Linked DNA regions of Sus scrofa: region 2 is linked to region 1. A link is a contact called in public HiChIP or PLAC-seq data. All regions are on one chromosome and are shown on one strand. Each heading gives the region's core, a stretch centred on a gene start, on an enhancer-like site or on the middle of the called end of the contact. The rest is flanking DNA. Distances are from core to core; before and after follow the strand shown.

Region 1 (4,972 bases), core at 1,312-3,811:
ACCATTTGTCTCGCTGCGGGGGTTGGGGGGGTGCCCAGCGACCCCGCCCTGTGAATTCTCAGCAACAAGGACAACAGTGTCTTATGGGTTACGGGCTTCAACGGCGTCGGCAGCTCCCAAGTCCTCACTACCTGTGGATCCCTTCCTGCTTTTCAGGCTGAAATGTCTCATAAAATAAAAGACGGGAGTTCCCATCGTGGCGCAGCAGAAACGGGTCAGACCAGGAACCATGAGGCTGTAAGTTCCATCCAAGGCCTCATTCAGTGGGCTAAGGATCCGGCCTTGCCGTGAGCTGTGGTGTAGGCTGCAGACCGGCTCGGATGCTGCATTGCTGTGGCTGTGGCATAGCTGGCGGCTACCTCCGATGGGACCTCTAGCCTGGGAACCTCCATAAGCCGAGGGTGTGGCCCTAAAAAACAAGCAAGCAAATAAACAACAACAACAAAAAAACCACAACAACGAAAGGAGTTCCTGCTGTGGCTCAGCAGTAATGAACCTGACTGGTACCCATGAGGACTCTTGAGTTCAACCCCTGGACTTGCTCAGTGGGTTAATGATCTGGCACTGCTGTGAGCAGTGGTGGCGGTCACAGACAGGGCTTGTATCCTGTGTCGCTGGGCTGCGGCAGTGGCTGGCAGCTGCATCTCCAGTTGTACCCCTAGCCTGGGTACGTCCGTATACCACGGGTGCGCCCCTAAAAAGCAAAAAAAAACCCAAAACAAATTAAAAAAACAGTGACAACAACAGATAGCCTTTTAAAATTATGCCTCAAATAAGTCAAATCATGATCCTGTATACTTCAAATGTACGCAGAGGTGTACATCAAATATATCTTAATAAAATTGGGGGAAAAATAAAAGCGTTTGATAAAAATGTTAAAAATATACAAAATCATGTTTCAGAGTCCAATAACTCTGTTGGTTCTCTAAACTTTTTCACCTTAGGTGCTATTCTTTATGCTTCTGACTCAATACCAGCTTGATCACACACATCTCAAAAAAATCAATCTTTACATGGTAATGTCTTAGCTTTCTCATTTACACTGGCGACCTCAATGGTGTTTTATACATTTTCTCACTTCACTGGAGGAACCCACTGCAGTGTCCCACCAGGAGAGTTAAATGGCTGGAAACAAACATAAACAAAAACAAATGAGATCAGCCAACATCACAGCTTTTGGAGACCGGCTCTCACAGGCAGAGAGCAGAAATAATGGCTGTAAGTCGAGCCAGGGCAGAAAACAAGTCAAAGAAAGCTGTGATCAGGACTACAACCTGAGAAAAAAGTATTTGCCGAAAGAAGGGTGACTGGTGCTAGGCCTACAGGCTTGGGAATCCAGCAGTCAGGCTGACACCGTCCTACTGAGCAGCTCTCTGCGGGCAGAGGCTCCGGTGGCACAGTAGGAGCAGAGGAGACCAACTTTGCCGCCCTGTTCCTCCCACTCCCGAGGGACAGCGTCCACCCACCCCTCAAGTGTCGGCACTGGGTCAATTTCAGGCCTTTGATAGGTCTGGCTGGCCACTCGGGGCACCCGGACCGCAGACAGAGAGCTGTCAACCGAGAACCTACGGCACGTGGAGTGTCCTGCTCGGCTGGACCCTAAAACCACACAGGTGCACACAGGGCCACGGCTCCTGCGTACACGCCGTGTGCTCTCATTACCCTCCAAACTCCTGGCTGTAGCATCAGAGGCTGGTTCGCGGAGTTGTCTCCACCCTGCACCCCTCTGCTTTTGAGAAAAAACGGAGATCCAGGCGCTCTGGGCGACAGGCGCAGGACAGGCACCGCTCCCGAGCATCGGGGATCGGGAATCTGGGCGCAGACCCGCCCCGCCGCCTCACCTTCCTCGCTCACGTCGTCCACGAAGTCCTCGGGGTCGCTGAAGGAGGGCTCGTCCGCGCCACCGTCCTCCGCCGCGCCGCCGGGCTCCCCACCCGCCCCCTCGGAGCCGGCCTCGGCCGCCGCGTCCCGCGCCTGCCCCGTCTCGCCTGCGGCCAGGGTTGGGGGCTCCTCGGAAGGCGGCGGGGAGGCGCCGGGGGTCGCGTCCGTCTTTTGCTCCCCGTCGGCCAAAGGCTCGGCCGGCACATCAGGCCCCGGCCCGGCCTCCGGGTCCTCGCCGCCCGCACCCTCCAGTGCGGCTGGTCGCGCTGGCTCCTCCCTCGGAGGCGCCTCTGCGGTCGGCTCTTGCTGTCCGGGCTCGGCCCGCTGCTCGGACGCCTCGGGCGCCGCCACGTTCTCCGCGTCCTGCATGGCCCTCCGGTGCCGCCTCGCCCGGGCTCGCCGCGCTTCCGACTCTCCCAGGCCGCACCGCGCGCCTACCGCCGGGCCATGTGCGAGCGGTGGGGCACTCGCAGGGATGGGGGGAGCGCCCACGCCCCGATGCCGCCCCGCGCGTCTAGAGGAGCTCACCGGGTATAAATGTGTCCACTAGGGATTACGATAGCGCTCCCGTGATAAGTGCGTGCTCAGCTCCAATCACCGCCCCTGCTCTGTTCAGTCCACAAACTGTTTGGGAACGAAACTACCCCATGTAAAGTAGCAGATGGTCCCGTCCAACATGGCAACCACTCCCTTCCTCCTCCCGTCGGGCCTTACGGTGAAGGACTAAACTATTTGTGACGCCGCAGGGAGGTACCAGAAATCATTCCAGCACGCAGATGTGCATGAAATAACAATTGACGTTAAAATTAATATTAAATAAAACTTAAAAATTTGCAGGATATTTTGTTTGGGATATCTTAGCCTTTCACCAACTATTTCAATTACTAAGTCCCCCCCACGTCGGTTTTTAGACTCGTCTACTGACGGGGAAAAGAACGGACGATTCCAAAATATAACAGGAATTCTTAGCGAGCCATAGATGGCCAAAGCTACTAGAGGGACGACTGCCTGGCGCAATACCAAAAAAATGAGTGAGAGATGTTTAAATCACTCCCAAGCCCACCGCGGTGGCTGTAACTCCGTCGACCCCCATTCTGGGGATCACGGTGGTTCGGCCCGCTCGGGGCTCCGCCCCCAGACGCGCTAAAGAGCGCGGGTCTCGGGAGCGGGGCGGGGTCAGCCGCTGGAGCGTGGGGCGGGGCGGAGCCGGACTCGGGGCGGGGCCTGGATCGGGGCGGCTAGTGGGCGGGGCCGGCTTTGTGGGCGGGCAAGAGGGCGTGGCCGGTGTGGCCCGCGCGGCCGCAGGCCGGGTCTCCGGAGGTGCGGGTGTGCGGCGCCTCTGGGTTAGGTTTGCTTCGTCTGGAAGGTAATCTCAATTCGCATCTTGTGTTTTGCTTGTTGCCGGGGGTGAGGGCCACCGCCCATTAATCATTTTATGAAAGAAGACGATGGCTGCTGCGATGGGGAATGGGGAGTTGGAATTTCACGGGGACCAAGTTTGATTTCGAGAAGGTGGATGGTGGTGGCGCATGCACGACACTGTGAATGTACTTACTGCCCCGAACTCTACACTGAAAAGTGGCCAAAATGGTTAATGGAATGTTGTGTATGTTTTACCACAGTTGAAAGGGAAAAAAAAAGAGGTGTTCCGGTTGTGGCGCCGCGAAACGAACCCGACTGGTATCCATGAGGACGCAGGTTCGATCCCTGGCCTCACTCAGGGGTTAACGATGCGGCGTTGCCATAAGCTGTGGTGTAGGTCGTAGACCCGGCTCGGATCTGGCCTTGCTGTGGCTGTGGTGAAGGCTGGCATCTGTAGCTCCGATTGGACCCCTGGCCTGGGAACCTCCATGTGCTGCCGGTGCAGCCCTTAAAGAAGAAAAAAGAGAAAAGAACCGGGGTTTTGGGTGCCGAGCACAGGTTCTGAATCCTCCTCTTCTTTCAGCCTTGTAACTTTGGGCACTGCTTGGCCTCTGGGCCTTGGCTTCCCCACCTGTAAAGTGAGAGGTAGCCTGTAAACCCGCTTCACAAAGACAAGGTAATTTCTCCTGGCCGTCCTCATTATCCTCCTAATTTCTAGGTTTATCTGCTGTTTTCATAGATGATTTGGGCACTGCCTGCCCTGTTGTTCTAGAATGTGCTATTGGTGGCAATGAGTGAATAAGAAAAAAATACAGACAAGTGTGAAAGCAGCTGACGGTAGCTGGGCAGCTACAGGTTTCTTAGGGAAGACTTCTGCCTGCAGGGGCGCAGGTGTTGCAAACAGTAGCCACTCATTACTGCTTCCCAGTGAAGGGACTTGTCATATCCTATCCTGTGGGTAAAATTATGGATGTGCTCACGATGCAGAAGCATATGTTTTTTCAAAATACATCTCTAAGTGTTCCAGGGAGAGCACGGAGACCCTCAGCGGTCCCTGCAAAGCCTGAGGGGGGCTGCGATTGATGTTCAGGGTGTCGGGGCTGCGTGGGAGGGGCTCTGTTTTGGGAACACAGTGGTGAGGAAAGAATGTATGACTCTTGCCGTCTTAGAATCACAGTGTGGTGGGGAAAACTTCCAGGACCGAAGCATCACAGAAGTCAGGGTAAAAGCGCATTTAAGTTAGGTTCGTAAATCCTTTGACACGCCTTCTAAAGCAGAAGCCAAACCTTGCTCCCCTCAATATGGGTGCCTCTGGTCACTTCTTTCTCTTTTTTGTCCGGCTTTTTAGGGCCTCCCCTGAGGCATATGAAGATTCCCAGGCCAGGGGTCGAAGTGGAGCTGCGGCTGCTGGCCTGCACCACAGCCACAGCAATGTGGGATCTGAGCGGCGTCTGCGACCTACACCCCAGCTCACGGCAGCACCAGATCCTTAACCCACTGAGCGAGGCCAGGGATTGAACCCACATCCTCACGGATGCCCGTCAGCTTCTTACTGCTGAGCCACCATGGGAACGCCATTAATCACGGATTTCAAATGCACAGGACGTGGCAGAAGTGATGCTCTGTGACTTCCACGTACAGGTCCTAAGAGTACGCTTCCACCTGGCTCTCTCGTGGCCCAGCACGTGGACTCCCGTGGGCATGGCCCTTGAGCGGCTGTGGTGAACTG
Region 2 (4,972 bases), core at 1,669-4,168, 180 kb before region 1:
CCCCGTGCCTCGTGTGCGTGTGTGGCCACCCGTCTGTGACTCCGCAGAGCTTCTTCCGTTCACCGAGGCTGAACAAAGGAAAAGGGGGACGCCAAATGGGGGGCAAGAGCGGCCTTGGCCCTGGAGGGGCGCGCATCCGCCCTCGGTTTTACTTATGTTCCAAGTTTTCAGGCCCTCTGCTAACCAGCCCCGTCCCGGTGACCTCTCCACATCTGCTCCCACCCCTGCACCTGTGGGCCTTGCTCCCCGCAGGCCCCACAGCATCCTGGGAGGTGGTCCTTGACCACGTGGATGGGAGGGAGAGGCCCCGGGACCCCCTGCCGGGCTAGGCGGACAGGAGGAGTTGCAGCGCGGGTGCGCGTCCCCCTAGGCTCCCCTGACCCTATGTCCCCCTCCACGCCCACCCCATCTCACTATGCAATTCCAGACCGATCTCCACCGTTCCTTCCCCCCTACCCCAGAGCCCCCTCCCACCCGGGAGGGGTGCGTGGGTGGCAGCCCCAACTGCTGTGCCGGGCGGCGACCAGGGCCTCTTGTGTGGGATTTTTTTCTTTAACCATAATGGTTGTGTGCCACCCCACTTTATATTTGTTTAATATGATATATCTCTCCGAGTAATTTTGTTAAGACCAACCCCCCCCCCACGGGTTCCCCTCCTGGCCCTTGCACCCTCCCCTCCAACGTGATTCAGCGTCCAGACCGGGGAACTGAGGCCTGAACCGCTAGGCATTCTCCAACCTCTCTAGGGCCATGGCTGTATGTGCTGTCGCTGTGTTTCTGTTTTGGGGGGAGTTTTTTGGTTTTGTTTTTTTTTTTTTTCTTTCTTTTTAAACTGGGTTTGGGGTTTGATTTTTATTTCTCTGGGGCCTTTATTTTTCTTGGCAGATACTAAAAATCTCGTCAATGTAATTTCTGTGGTTTCTATTCAGCCTGGGTCTCATGTTTTAAAATAAACAAATTTTAAAGAACAGGCCTTTTTCACTGAATTGTTTTGGCTCCCACCCAAGTCTGTGGGCAGGGCGGCCACGTGCCGGGAGCCACTAGGGCCGGGTCGGCCCCGGTGGGCGGGGTCGGCCCCGGTGGGCGGGGTCTCGCGGGAGGGCGGGGCGGGCGGCAGGCGCGCGGAGCGACGGTCTCCGCGGCGTCGTAAAAGCCCGGTGTGCAGCCTGCGCTTGCGCCGAAGAGACCTAACGAGATGCGGCTTGCGGTGCGGAGGGTTCCTTTCTCCAGCCACCAGGAGAGGTGACAGACCTGGCCCAGGAGAGGGGGCAGAGAGGCCAAATGGGAGAATGGGCATCCCCGAGCCCCCACTGCGGTACCTCCTCGTCCTTGCAGGGGTACCTCCACCCCCACCCCCGCGACGGGCCTCCCCGGAGCCCGTATAGGGATCTGCGCTGGAGCCCAGGCCGGCGCTCCCAGGTGTTCCCGTCGGGAAGGGGCTGTGTTGTCCGAGGCCACGGAACCCAGCACATCACCCTAGGGAGGGGGAGGCCTACCACTCACCACCCAGGGAGACCTGAAGGCGGCGAGTTGGAGGAGGCATGTTCTCCCATGCGGGGTGCACAGGTGGGGAGGGGGCTGTGAGTCCCCGCTGAGGACAACCAGGCTCCCGTGGCATTGCAGGGGCACTGGGCACACGCCAGCAGCCTGGCCCAGTGGTTCAGATTTGACTGGCTTCTGAGGAAGGGGGCCCAGGATACGTAAGCTCTGAAGGGGAGACGCTGAGCACCCAGGGGTGGAGACGTTTGGGGCTCTGTGCTGCCGTGGTGCCATGGGGGGAAGAGAGTGAACTGGGGACCTTTGGGCCTAGGAGCCAAAAAAGGCGAGCGAGCCCCAGGCTTGGAATGAGAGCCAGGGGCCAAGAGGCAAAGACCCTGGCCCTCTGAGGCCCCAGCTTCCTGCCTGCATATCAGGGCAGGCACAGTGGCGTCCTGCCTCTCGAGGCTGCCACACTCCTTGGCTAACGGCCCCTTCCTGCATCCTCCTGGCCAGCAACGCAGCACCTTTAGGTCATTTTTGTTCTGACCCTGGCCCTCCTGCCTCCCTCTTTTTTTTAACTGGTTTTTTTGTTTTGTTTTGTTTTGTTTTTTCCGGTCTTTTTTGCCATTTCTTGGGCCACTCCCACGGCATATGGAGGTTCCCAGGCTAGGGGTCGAATCGGAGCTGTAGCCACTGGCCTACGCCAGAGCCACAGCAATGGGGGGATCCGAGCTGTGTCTGCAACCTTCACCACAGCTCACAGCAACGCTAGATCCTTAACCCACTGAGCAAGGGCAGGGATGGAACCCGAAACCTCATGGTTCCCAGTCGGATTCGTTAACCACTGCGCCACGACGGGAACTCCCTGCCTCCCTCTTTAAAGGACCTCTCTGAGCATCGGGCCTACCTAGATCATCCAGGATGTTCTTCCCATCTTGAGAGCCTTAATTTTCTCAGACCTGCAAAATCCTTTTGCCCCCTAAGGCGACAAAGTCATAGATCCCAGGGATTAGCCCTTGGACATCTTTGGGGGCCATTATTCTGCGTACTGTGGGAAGATCTGGAGACTATCTGAGAAAAGCATTCCAGGCAGAGTGAGCAAAGGCCCTGAGGCAGCTACACGCCCAGCATGTCCAAGCAGGGAGGTGAAGGTGACCGGAGCGGAAGCATCAAGGGGAGAGTGGTTAGAAATGAAGCAGCGGGAGTTCCCGTCGTGGCGCAGTGGTTAACGAATCCGACTAGGAACCATGAGGTTGCGGGTTCGATCCCTGCCCTTGCTCAGTGGGTTAACAATCCAGCGTTACCATGAGCTGTGGTGTAGGTTGCAGACGCGGCTCGGATCCTGCGTTGCTGTGGCTCTGGCGTAGGCTGGTGGCTACAGCTCCGATTGGACCCCTAGCCTGGGAACCTCCATATGCCGCGGGAGCGGCCCAAGAAATAGCAAAAAGACAAAAAAAAAAAAAGAAAAAGAAATGAAGCAGCGGGTGGGGACTGCCAAGGGCTTGTAGGCCTTGTAAGGACTTTGACCTTGACTCAGGGTTAGGCCACGGAGGGTCTGAGCAGACTGAAGTGACCTAACACTCACTTTAAAGGATGGCCCTGCCTGCTGAGTCAAGACAGGAGCAAGGGCAGAAGTGATGCAGGTGAGAGCCGAGGGTGGCCCAGGCCAGTGAAAAGGGACTGGGCTTGGGAAAGTGACACCAGCAGGACTTCCTGGCAGACTGCGTGTAGGCAGGGGCTTTGGGTTGAGCAGTTGACGGGGAGGTATTGTCACAAAGACACAGGATTGGGGAAGGTCCAGTGTTGGAGATGTGGAGCCCGAGGTGTTCGTGAAATAACCCAGGGAAGGTTTGGAGATGTATGGTCAGGCCACTCAAGATGGCTGTTCTCTTGCTCTCTCTACATCCGCTGCCCGACCTGTACCTGCTTCACCTGTACCCGCGCTCAGGACTGACCTACCTGCAGACCTGCGCAGGCCCCAGCTGCTGATTGTTTTTATCAGCGGGCTGTGAGGGGCGTGCCTTGCTGGTTTCTCTGCTAACTAGCGCGCTAACCTGAAGTCAATTCCGCCTATGACTGGCAGGCTCCCCTTCCTCTCTGGAGCAGAGCACTGCCACTGCCCTGTCCTGCCCACGCCCGCGGTGGTTCGTCGCTCCAGGACGTTGCTGCAGACATGTAAGCTCCCCCATCCATTAAACCACTGCCGTATGTGTCGCTGACTCCAGGCTTCCTTCAGTCTTGTAGCCAGGCGAGCACAAGGCCTTGTAGGCCTGTGGGGTGCAGCCGACAGGAGAGGTGGCGGGATGAACGCGTCTGGGATTCTGGGAGAGCACTGGGTGGAGACTGTCGGGTGGAGTCTGGCTTGGACCTGTGTTGAAAGCCACAAGCCTGGGTGACATCTCCCAGCGAGTGAGTGTGGACGAGGAGATGGCAGGGCCAAGGACCGGGCTGGGGGCCTCCAATCTGGCATTTAAGAGGTGGAGGGGTGACCAGGGAGGCCAGAGGAAGCCCAGGACAGTGGGTGTCCTGGGAGCTGTGACAGTGTCGTGGGATGAGGGACCCCAGCGGATGCTGCTGATGGCCGGGTTCCACGAGGACTAGGAAATGACCGGCCATTTGGTGACCTGGACGCCTTCAGAGAAGAACAATTCAAACGGGGGCTGGGGTGGCAGGTCTCTGAAGCAGAGAGGAAGTGGGGTGCTGTGGGAGAGCGGGGGTGGGGGGCAGAGATGGTGGGTCTGCCCAGAGGCCCCCGCGACGCTTGGTCTGGCACAGGTGAGACTCACCAGGCGGGGAGGCAGGCCCTCCAGCCGCCCAGGTGTGGGTGGTGAGTGGGCAGCAGGCTGAAAGCAGCAGGTCAGAGACTACAGAAGGTGTGGAGGTGAGAGAGGCCAAGGGAGGTGACGGTGACTTGCAGCGGGTGACCAGACCCTGGGGTTTCAGGCAGCGGGGGGGACAAGCCCTCCAGGGGTAGGGGACCAGGGGCCCAGCGGACTCAGGAAATCGGAGGGAGTGAGCTGGATAACAGCAGGTGCAGGCAGAGTGGCCCTCTGCTGCCACGGGGTGGCCAAGGTTTGGGGAGTGACCATGGAGGGGGCGGGGTCTTGGGGAAGCAGACGCCAGGAGTGTGGCAGGGTCAGGACGCCAAGTCACTAGAGCAGTGTGGGAGTGGCCGTGAGCCAGGAGTCGAGTCAACATCATACCAGGAGGAGGCGCCTGTGGGTACCTGCGTGGAGGGGCGGCAGGTGTGATCCCGTTAAGGGGGGAGGGGGAGAAGGCGGGGCGGGCCAGGGCCCAGGAGGGGCGTCGTCAGCGCGGCAGGACCATCTCCAGGAGGCGCAGGGATGGCAGATGGCCGGCAGGGGGCGCCAGGTCCTTGGCGGACAGAAGATTCCGGGCAGGGCCAGACCTACACTCTCAGAGGACCCATGGGGAGCCCCCAGTGAGCCGGGGCAGCCCCGGAATCTGCATTACCACCAAGTTCCCAGTGACT

What was found. HiChIP or PLAC-seq counts read pairs in DNA pulled down with a chosen protein or histone mark.
Region 2: an H3K27ac HiChIP or PLAC-seq map of alveolar macrophages shows a contact between it and region 1. The contact joins the promoter of LOC110259834 here to the promoter of EIF3B in region 1. A contact is called at or near these places in 1 of 47 Hi-C or Micro-C datasets (epiblast stem cells) and 1 of 2 datasets of contacts at active chromatin or transcription factors (alveolar macrophages).

Annotation. Positions count from the first base shown.
Region 1 is chr3:1,643,051-1,648,022 of Sscrofa11.1, reverse strand. EIF3B (a long non-coding RNA gene) reads right to left here and starts at 2,561. Exons shown (of 19, transcript XR_002342196.1): 1 at 1,842-2,561.
Region 2 is chr3:1,822,282-1,827,253 of Sscrofa11.1, reverse strand. LOC110259834 (proline-rich protein 36-like) reads left to right here and starts at 2,918. Exons shown (of 2, transcript XM_021086002.1): 1 at 2,918-3,122; 2 at 3,428-4,972. It overlaps TTYH3 (protein tweety homolog 3), which reads left to right. Exons shown (of 14, transcript XM_021085989.1): 14 at 1-970.